2 separate regions of the Danio rerio genome follow, and region 2 is linked to region 1. A link is a contact called in public HiCAR-type data. All regions are on one chromosome and are shown on one strand. The core of a region is the stretch at or near the end of the contact, and the rest is flanking DNA. Distances in the headings are between cores, read along the strand shown. Region 1 holds the start of pias1a (protein inhibitor of activated STAT, 1a). Region 2 has its middle 14 kb from the start of map2k5.

The links. HiCAR-type assays count read pairs that join an accessible place to other places.
Region 2: a contact with region 1 is called in a HiCAR-type map of caudal fin, with 8 times the contacts expected there. The contact joins the enhancer-like site here to the promoter of pias1a in region 1. A contact is called at or near these places in 9 of 18 Hi-C or Micro-C datasets (caudal fin, embryo, fibroblasts and 2 more) and 2 of 4 datasets of contacts at active chromatin or transcription factors (caudal fin and embryo).

Annotation. Positions count from the first base shown.
Region 1 is chr7:34,009,522-34,015,003 of GRCz12tu, forward strand. It overlaps pias1a (protein inhibitor of activated STAT, 1a), which reads right to left and starts at 3,555. Exons shown (of 15, transcript XR_012383356.1): 1 at 2,993-3,555. It overlaps LOC141375390 (a long non-coding RNA gene), which reads left to right and starts at 3,558. Exons shown (of 3, transcript XR_012383360.1): 1 at 3,558-3,690.
Region 2 is chr7:34,140,697-34,146,189 of GRCz12tu, forward strand. It overlaps a transcript of map2k5 not described here. Among named protein-coding and RNA genes, the nearest start is that of map2k5, 14 kb to the left of the region's middle. Within about 2 kb of position 4,180, at least 7 of the 62 cell types and tissues checked have an H3K27ac peak or open chromatin away from gene starts, as enhancers often do.

The DNA.
Region 1 (5,482 bases), core at 2,305-4,804:
ATTTTACGCTTTGTCAGTTTAGTGGCTAATTCAGTCATACGAAAATAATATGAAAAAGGAGTCAAAGCAATAATTGTAGTAAACTGCACAAATGAGATAGTATGAATTCATATGAATTAGCCACTAAATTGCCGTGAGATAGCATTGGAATTTCAGTAAAGGCTAAATTTTCATAATATAAATGGAAAAAACGGCCCCTGTAGTGTTTATATAATAATAATACAACAATAAATAACAATAAATAACAATATTAAAATGATTTTTGCTCGATTATCCTTTTGGATTGCTTTAATAATCCCCATGAGATCAATGGATATTTTATTTCTATACATATTATTTTAAAATCTGAAGTAAATTATCCATTTTTGTTCTCATACAATAATCAATGTTTGTGTGGCTGCGAAGTGCTCTCTCTTCTACATTTGATAACTCAATAGTAGTTTTACAGACTTTACGTTTAAATTTAAGTTGTCTCTACTTTTTAACACCCAGTCTTTGAAGTGGTCATTTTAAAGCCAAAGCTCTTCAAATTTATATTATCCTGTCATTAACAGCCTTAAATGACAGGTACAGTCCGGTAACTACATCTGACTTAAGTGAATGACTGTGGATAAAAGGAATTTAATGGAGCTAAAAATGCCCTAACCATAACAGCAGGGTTTAAAATGTGGTAAAAATACATTTGGATAAAAGGAAACTACAATTTCAAATGACAACCGGTCCCTGATATTCCACGACAAGGACAAACAAAATAAGTAAAAAATTATAATTCTGTGATTTTTAATGTCTGGAACCCCCTCATTCCATGATATTCCAGAAATTCTGTCACTCCTGGAAATTTATAATAAAGAAAATAATATGGAAAATATAGTAGCTGAAAACAGTAGTCTGCCTGACCCACTCTTCTCAAAAAGGCAGGCAAAAAGCTACCATATGATTTAGTAGTGCATGCATATTGGAAACTTTACTATCCCAATAGGCTACTGCGACAATAAAGCAACATGATCAAATTATTAAAACAACAAAAAAAATGTAATGCAAAAAAAAGACTATCATACAACACATTCATTAAATAAAGACTACACTTTTTTTTAGAAGTTATGGAACACATATTCAAAATATTTACTTGCTAAAAAAGTGTGCAAATTTAAAAAGAGCAATGAAAACTGAAAAAAATAAGCACAATATTTAATCTTGAGCATGTCACAATGCAGGATAGGGCAATACTGATATGATTTATATTTACTCTAAAGATATTTAAAGATTCAACATATCAATTATTGATTCAACACTATAAATTGTGTTCTGTGATATCATGTTTCCTATAGTATTAAAAATAGGTCTGTAGTGGTCCACAGATATAACAGACATTTGGACCACTGTATTACTGTATAATTTAACAACGACTCATGCAGCTCATATATAGATTCTATAGGGGGAACAAAACCTTTATGAGTAGGTGTCCATTAGGTTTATCACAAACATAGTCTGAATATTTTGAAAATGCCTCCAAATCCAGACACTGCCTCCAAAAAAAGAAATTACTATTTCAAACTGACTTTACAATTGTGATACACACAGATACACACATACAGTTATAAACCTAGAATGCAGTCTAAAGATAAGAGTTTAGTTTGCATCACAAAGCCTCAGAGTCATTCAACAGATGCATATCAGTCCAGTGAGCAACGAATGTGCAAGTCTACCTCTCTCATCCACCTACTAATACCTCCTGCCAGTCTGACTATTTTTCTAACCCAAAATAACATTTTGTACAGTTGCTGATTACTGCTTTTAAGTAGCTATTAAATGCTTCTACAAGCAAAGTGAAAAGAGGTGCTGCAAAATATCAGGTTAGAAGCAAACCAAATCTAATTATGGCTTTGAAATTCCTCTCTAAACTGGTATGAAGAGGTAGACCTGTTAAAGCCCAAGGACAAACTGTAGGTCAGCATGCAAGAAATTAATAAGTGCAAAAAAAGCACCAGAGGATTTTTTTTTCTTTTTCTAGATTTCTATTATAGACTAGACAAAGCCATGAATAAGAATGAATAAAAGAGAGCAGCACGCATACAAGCAAAAGAGCAGACAGTGAAAACTGTGTGAAATTCTTCTGGTGTGCCGGTCAACACTATATAATACAAATTTAGTTTCCATAGACACAACTGAAACAGCAATGCTGCTTAAACATGCATCTTGTAGACTAATTTTCCCATTCACATATAATTAAAAGGATAATTCACCCAAAAATGACATTTCTGTCATCCTTTACTTTTTTCTTCTGCTGATTACAGACACACACACACACACACACACACACACACACACACACACACAGACACAGACATACATACATACATTGTGAAGAACGTTGGAAAAGTGTAACCTTTGACTTCCAAAGTATTTTCTATCCTACTATGGAAGTCAAAGTCTACTAGTTTCCAACATCCAAAATACCATTTTTTTTGTTTAACAGAACAAGAAAAAAAAGTCATAAAAGCTTGGAAGCACTTGAGGGCAAGTAAAAAAATGAGCACTTTAAAATCTGAGTGAACAATTCCTTTAAGACCTCACACTGAGGTTCAAGAACATCACAGCCATGCAACACCTGTCATTAGCAAACTACATTAAACTTAAATGGTTTGTTCACATAAAATTAATTTCCAAATGATTCTGTAAGTTCTGTGTAACACAAGAGATTTTAAACTAATATGACAGCTTCAATAAACATTCCCTTTCACATCCCACAGATTTAAGCGAATGGTGTATTTCTGCTAACATCTTATACTTTTTCAGCATACCGTATGCATTTTAGATGCACTAACACTTACTAACAATAATGAAAACTAATAATCATATGAAATCGTTGTTTTAGAAAAGAAAGAGAAGCTGTTGCGTCCTCTGCCTCTACTGCCAATGAAGCACAAGAACGCTGAACTTAAATGTTCACTCAGCATCAAGCAATGCCATCTGAATAAGTTGAGAGATTTACCGTAGTAATCCTCATTAGTTATTTCGCTGCTGAAATCTGAGTGACGGTGCTCGTGCACTTCTCCTGCTTTGATTGACAGCACGTCAACAGCGCTCGCGCCCTGCACGCGAAGCGATGGCGCTTTCTAGAAAATCCACAAGTACCAGCGACTACATCCCACATTCACAGCAAACCCTCATATAATGTCAAATAACAGCAGGCGCTGAAAGAGACCGAGTCACAGACTGATTTTTCAGTTAATACTCTTCAGCCGATTAATTAGGGAGAAAAGAGTTAAAGTTAGTAATTCCCCTGAGGAGAGCGGTGGACAGACAGCTCCCTCTACATCAACAATAACACGCTGAAAGCTTTCTACAAGAGCTGCCCTGCAAAATCATTTCTCATGCAACTTTAGCCACGAGAACAGAGGTTTGATGCATCATAACGGCCTGTTAATGCAGCAGGTAAGTAGTACGCGTACTTCTAACGGTACAATAAGATCTCCCTGCACACTATCCGACTGGAAATTGAGCGCAGCGTTTTACCTTTAGTTCCGCACTCTCCGCCATCTTGTGACTGCTAGCGCAGGCGTGACGTTGCCGGGTCACGTGGGTGCACGCGCGGCTCGTTGCCCGGCGTAACCGTTCACACGTTTCTCAAACTGGGGTGTCCAAAAATCCCGCTCTACCTTTGTGACAGGAAAACTATGTTGAGGAAAGGTATTGTTTTTATTCCCATCTAGAGTCTAGGGGTACCATATTATAAATAGTATTGAAACGTGTATTCGGAAGAAGGAGAACAGCATAATTATGCGTTAAATTACCATTAAGTGCTTTTCATTTAGTTTTGCGGTAATGTTGACTCACAGTGGCAAAATAACATTGATATTTGGACAGGGAATTGATTATGTAAATAACATTTCATTTTGTTTAAATATGCAAATGCCGCTTAAATAGTTTGAAATGCGCTGATTTGCATACAGTTCAGAAATCTGAACATTGGATTAAGTTAGATTAAAATTCTTGTTTCTAATTGTAAAACAGAGTAAAGAGTATAGGCTACAGTGAGAATTTCTTTCAAACAAGAAAGTGTTCAAACAGAGCATTTTACAATTTTTGTAGAACAAAATCACCAAATCAACATGAATATGAATGTATTCACGTCCCTCTGTAAAACCTTTAGATTAGAATATTTGGTCAGACTTGACATTAAGGTTTCGTTAGTTAATCAGGCCTGTAGCCAGCCTGGTAAAAGGGGTGGTTCCAATCTTTTTGCAGTTTTTCGACTCATTGTCTATTTAATTATAAGTTGAAATACTGCATATTAATGACATTTCAAGCACTATTGCTTGCTAGATTAGTTTGTCAGATAGTCACACTTTTTGATGTACTAAATTCTAAAGATTTAAAATAAAAATATATATATGAAAAATAGGCTACTTATATTTAAAGTACAACTTCATTAGATCATATTTTACAAACGGGTAAAAAATTGTAATCTATAAAGTTTTAAATTAAACTGGTCTATTGTCATTTATTAGGCAAATAACAAACTGGCCAACATAATCAACTGTCCCCAGTCAGAATTTAGTTGGGTATTTGAACAATAAAAAGTTAATAATAATGATAATAAGGTAGAGCTTCAAGATTTTTATAGCCACTCTTGTAAAAAGTGCATTTGATAATTTATGGAAAACAACAATAGCCTAATTAGTATGATAACTTAAATATGGGCTGCCTTTGGTGCTTCACAACATTTTATTGGTAATTTTTTCTTTTAAGTATAAGGTCCAAGATTTAGAATAAAAGGTACTTGTAAAATGTTTTCTCTATTTAACAACAATACAATTAAGCTTACTTTACTTTGCAGGTCTTACTTTAGGTCTTAAAGCCTTTTTCGGTGGGTTATTTCCATAATTATGAAGGCATAACAGTCGGTCCTTCAAACCACCCAAACCCACCTGACTACGGACCTGTTAATATTAGTTGATGTACACTACCGGTCAAAGGTTTTGGGTCAGTTTTTTAAAAATTTAAATTATTCATCAAGGCAGCATTTATTAAATTAAAAAAAATGTTAAACATGTTAAATCCTTATTTATTAAATATTTATTTATTAATTACTGCATTTAGTTTCAAATGAAATTATTACTCCAGTCATTATTGCTTTTAATACTATTACATTAATGATGATGATAATAATAATAATAATAATAATAATAATAATAATAATAATAATAATAATAATAAACAATAACAATAATAAACAATAATAATAATTAATATTAGAGTGATTTCTTAAGGATGATGTGACTGAATACTGGAGTAATGAACCTGAAAATTAATCTTTAAAATCACTGGAATAAAAGATAAAATTAAATGATAAACTACTTTTGAAAAATAATTTTATAGAGCAATAACATTTTACTATTTTACCATTTGTACTGTAATTTTGATGAAATTAATGCAGACTTGGTAAGCAGAAGAAGCTTATTTTAAAACATTTAAAAAT
Region 2 (5,493 bases), core at 2,930-5,429, 130 kb after region 1:
CCGGCATGATGAACAGGCTCCAGAGGGTCATTTACAGTGTCTGTAAGAATCCAACCGCACCGCCTCATTGTAAAACATAACAAAAGCAGATGAAATACAAGCCTGGACTGTACCTGTGCTCTATAGCGTCACTTTTTCATTAAAAACCACAATCCTGCAGCTGAGCCTCAGGGAAAGCCACAATGCAGCCCTCTAACACAAGGGCAAACACACGGGACCTGACGCTACCCTTCAAAAAAAATAATAAAAAAGCAGTAAATAAATAGATAAATTGAGGTGGGCTGAATGTAAATGGAGTATTGAATGTAACTGGGTTTGTCCGGCACTCTGTGCTACATTTAGGCTTTTATGTTTGTGGGTTTCTTTAATGTTTTGAAAGACTCCAGCTCTCTTTGTTTGCAGAAAGCTGATTCAGTGCAGCGAAGAGCACCACACATGAGCAGCTAATGTTACATACTCTAAAGTAGCCTGTAAATATCATACAGAGTGTGCTGAACATCTATTAATGGTGCACTATGCTGACATTGGTCTGTTGACTAAGCTGAAAATGCTGTACTGCTCTTAAAATAACTGAGTAAAATAGGAATTTGTTTTGCACTTTATGCTCTCATTAAGAAGATTTAAGTAAACAACAGACAGATTTCTTGTTACAAACTGAATATGTTTTTTAAACAGAGGTCTTGGGGGCTAAAGGGGGTGCAAGGGATCCATTGAAAAATTTGGAAAATTTTAATGTGTATATTTTCAATATTTTTACTTTCTAAAAAGAAAGATTATTAGTATTTTTTTTAATTATTACAAGAAAAAATAGCATTAAAAAATATCAATTATGCTAGGATAAACACACGTTTGTATAAAAGAAAATACATATAAAAAATGAACAATAACAAGATACAATCATTCATTTTCCTTTGGATTAGTCCCTTATTTATCAGGGGTTGCCACAGTGGAATGTACCGCCAACTATTCCGTCATATGTTTTACTCAGCGGATAAACTTCTAGCTATAACCCAGTACTGGGAAACACCCACACACTCATACACTACAGCAAATTTTGTTTATCCAATTCACTTATTCCCATGTCTTTGGACTGTGGGGGAAACTGAAGCACCCGGTGGAAACCCATGCCAACATGGGGAGAACATGCAAACTCCACACAGAAATGCCAACTGACCCAGCCAGAGCTTGAACCAGCGACCCTCTGGCTGTGAGGCAACATTGCTAACCACCGAGCCACCATGCCGCCCTAACAAGATCCAATAATAACAAAAATTACAAAACTCTATTCTGAAATAAATTGAAATAAATAGCAACATCAAAAAGAACTAATTAAAATACACAAATAGCAATTAGGTTGAGAGTAAATACAATTTTAATTAAAATAAATAAATAAACGTCTTAAAGGAATAAACACAGCACTATAGGAATAAAATTGTCATTTCACAGAAACGTTTTACATTTTCAGCTTTTTCCATTTTAGCTATGGGGCTCTTCAAAAAATAATGATCATTTTAGGGAGTGTGGCATCTAAAAGTGAATTTATTTTGAGCAGAGACTACAGATGTCATAAAAAAAAGCAAGTTCCAACATTTAACAACACACGTTATAATAAAACAATGTAAATACAAAAAGATATTTTCATAATGACTACACCATCATTTTTAAGTTTAGAAAGTTTTATTTCATTTATAGCTTTAAAATTTTCTTAAAAGATCTCTGCAGACAATTCTACGTAAAAGGTCAGCTTTAACTGAGTACTGATGTAAAATAATTAAATAATTCTATATACACTGAAAAAAATGTATTCAAAAACAATTCCTTGGATTTATGAAGTGGTTGTAAACAATTCATTAGGGCTGAATTTAAACAAACTAATTAAGTTTAACATTACTAAATTGCACTTGTTTGTTTTAAAATCAACACATAGAAACTGTTTGCAAAAATTTTGCAGACATAATGTTTTTTCGGTGTACATAAGAATATTTTATAGTAATATATTCAACATCACAGAATAATTTTAATCAGTGTATTACTATTTAGAGAGTCTTCTTTGTGAATGCAGCGCTAGCTTTAGCCCTTGTGTAATTACAGGGTAAAAGTTCACATTATAAAACCCCTCAATGACACAGGAAATGTTTGACTGTCGTGTCTCATGACCCTTGACTGTGACGGAGACCGGCCACACGCTTCAATCTTGCAAGGGTCTGCAGGTCAAAGACGGCACATTTGATGAATGGCACTCAGCTTTTGAAGGTTCTCTATAGGTGTTCGGTCATTTTTCAACTAAAGAAACTAAATCTAAAGCTTCATGAAGTAATTAGAGTCAAAGAGAAATCAAAGATCATGATGGAGCGCCTTTCCATTCTGTCCATATAACGGCGCCCTCTGGTGGTAGAACTGACTCGCAACAAAATAGCCACACAACCAAACAGGATCTTAAAATATCCACTAAAGCCTTGTTCACACAACTAGTGCTAAGATGCATTTCGGTCAATCTGAACACAAGGTTTTTATCCACTTTTAAAAGACCAACGACAACCACAGTCTATAACAGTAATGCTAAGCCCGTCGAACCATTTCTCTGGGTAAAGTCTGTGGATACATCAATATAGCATATTTTTTGTGTCACTGGACAACAATAATTAATGTTTTTTACATAATTTTCAGGGTTGGGTTTAAGGTAGTGGTAGATGTTGATAAAATACAATTTAATAGGTAATTTAATAAATAACATAAATATTTTTCATTATAATTACTGTTACATTACATTGATGGTTGGGTTTAGGGTAGATGTTAATAAAATATATTAAATGGGAAATTTAATAAACTATAAATAATTCTCATTACAATTAGTGTTTTTACATTATGGTGAGGGTTTGTGATTGGGGTTGGAATTTGGGTAGATGTTAATAAAATACAATTAATGGGTAATTTAATAAATAATATAAATAATTTCCGGCTGCAGCCATATACTGTCTAGAAACAACATATTCTCTGATTAAATGGAACATTTAGCGTATCTGGATGTCCCAGAGTACCTGCTTTTTGGGCATCCTCCTCGTTTTTTAAGACTTTTAAGATTAATACCATGTCAGCAAGCGGTTATTATCATCTTATATATATATATAAATGCAAGTGATTTGCACACACACCCTCATGTGGACGTTATGCTTTCATATACTTCAGAGATTTTTATGGGTTAGAAGATCCGATCAGAAGCTGCATGTTCGGTGATGTCATAAAAATTATTGATTTATATTGGTGAAATTGAAAACTGTTAAGTTTTGAATGCTTACAACTTCTAAATATGAACTATGTTACTGGTAAAAGCCCACTAGCTTACAGATCATTTTAAAGGGATAGCAAAGAGACCCCAATTTCTTTTTTTGCATCATTTACTATCCTTCACTTGTTTAAAACCTGTTTGAGTTTCTTTCTTTTGTTGAACAACAGAGCCTGGTTTCTCTAAATGTTTTTTCCTTCACTTTCGTCAAATAGTGAAGTTTGCTTCTCACCACTGTTGCCACTGGCTTGCTTGGTTTGAGACTTGTGGAGCTGCACTTCAGTGTTTGAACTTTCAGCAGTGAAAATTAACCCACACTGAACTGAACTGAACTTCAACTCTGAAAACTGAACTGACACTGTTTCGATTTACTAGAACTTCTGTCAATCTATTTTGACAAAATCTACATTGTAAAAGTGCTATAAAAATAAAGATGAAAAAAATTCGAAAACTATTTTGAAAAATACTGATAGCTAGCACCCACTGACTTACATTGTATTTCTTTCCTACTATGGAAGTCAATGAGTGCCAACAACCAGCATTCATCAAAGTATCTTCTTTTGTTTTCAACAGAAGATTAAAACTAATAAAACCACATGAGGGAGAGTAAAGAATGAGATCAATTTCATTTTGTATGTACTATCCCTTTAAGACTAACTTGTTCATACTAACGCCTCAAAATGTTTTTAGTTTGATTTCGGGGTGACTCTAACACCAGGTGTAAGAGGCCATAGTTGTGTATAAACAGGCAGCAGCTTCTTGGCAAACAGACCTCGTTCCATGCGAGTGTGTGGAAGGAAACGGAGAAGCCTCATTAGATCCATCTGTAAAACATGCAGCACACGAGGATACAGGAAGGAAGTTTATGTGTTGAGATATAGTGCGGACACATCCTTGAGAAAGCTCACCCTGTCTGTTTGTCATTCTGCCGTCTGCTTCCCGAGAGATTTCCATCCTGTCACAGTCCGGGATGGTCCGGCCGCTGGAGGTCAGGGGTCAAACCCTAAAAGAGAAATTAGTTTATTGACACAATGAGAGTTGGCAGTTTATTTGATGCTCCATCACAGTGTGTTCCAGCCTTCCTCGTGTTTGCTTCTCAATTTCACAGATCCCGCGGGATGGCCGGGAAGCAGAAGCTATATAAATGAGAAATCTATCACAGTGTTATCATGTTCTGAGGTCCCATGATCTTGAGTTCAGATCACATCGTGGCTAATCTGTTTTAGGTGTTTTATTCAGAAGGAATGTGCTAAATCCTTATTTGTCTGATAATTCTTATTTTGGTGATAACTGAAACTGAATCAATTCAAATTACTATTAGTTAATGACAAAGGCTTCTGTGATTCTGTGACAATCAATAACATGTTATATGACAAATATTAAGGAAATGGAAAAACCTTGAAAAAAAAAAGTTAAATATTATTTCAAAACTTTTATTTTAATTTAAAATGTTTAAATAACAAAAATAAAACAAAAATTAACATATATATTGTAATAAAACATTGAATTCCTTATTTATTTTATATAAATATTATATATTACACACACAAAACAAAATACTAATATAAAATACTAAATAAACAATTACAATATAAGTGTTTTAAATCATTTTGTTCAATTCAGCCTTCATCAATCTGTGAACTATATGGTTAAAATGAAGAGTATGTTTAAAATATACATTAAAAAATTTTGCAATACTACAGATTTTATATTAAATGTTATTTTTCATCTGAGCAGATAAAAATAAAAAAATAAATAAATGAAAGTCAGAATTATTAGCCCCCCTTTGATTTTTTTTCTTCTTTTTTAAATATTTCCGAAATGATGTTTAACAGAGCAAGAAAATTTTCACTGTATGTCTGATAACGTTTTTTTTTTTTTTTTCTGGAGAAAGACTTATTGTTTTATTTCAGCAATAATAAAAGCCCCTTATAATATTATATATTATAATATTATTATATTATAAATTATAATATATAATATTATATATTATAATTATATAATATATAATATTATATATTATAAAAGCCCCTTATAATTATTAGCCCCTTTTATATATGTGTTTTACATATATGTTTTTGGCATATATGGGACATATACTGTATGTTTCTAGAATTTACGGGTATGTGAACATAAGTTTCTGACATGGGACATACTGTATGTGTTTTTGACATACAGTAGTCAACATTTGTAGTTAATCATCAGCTTTT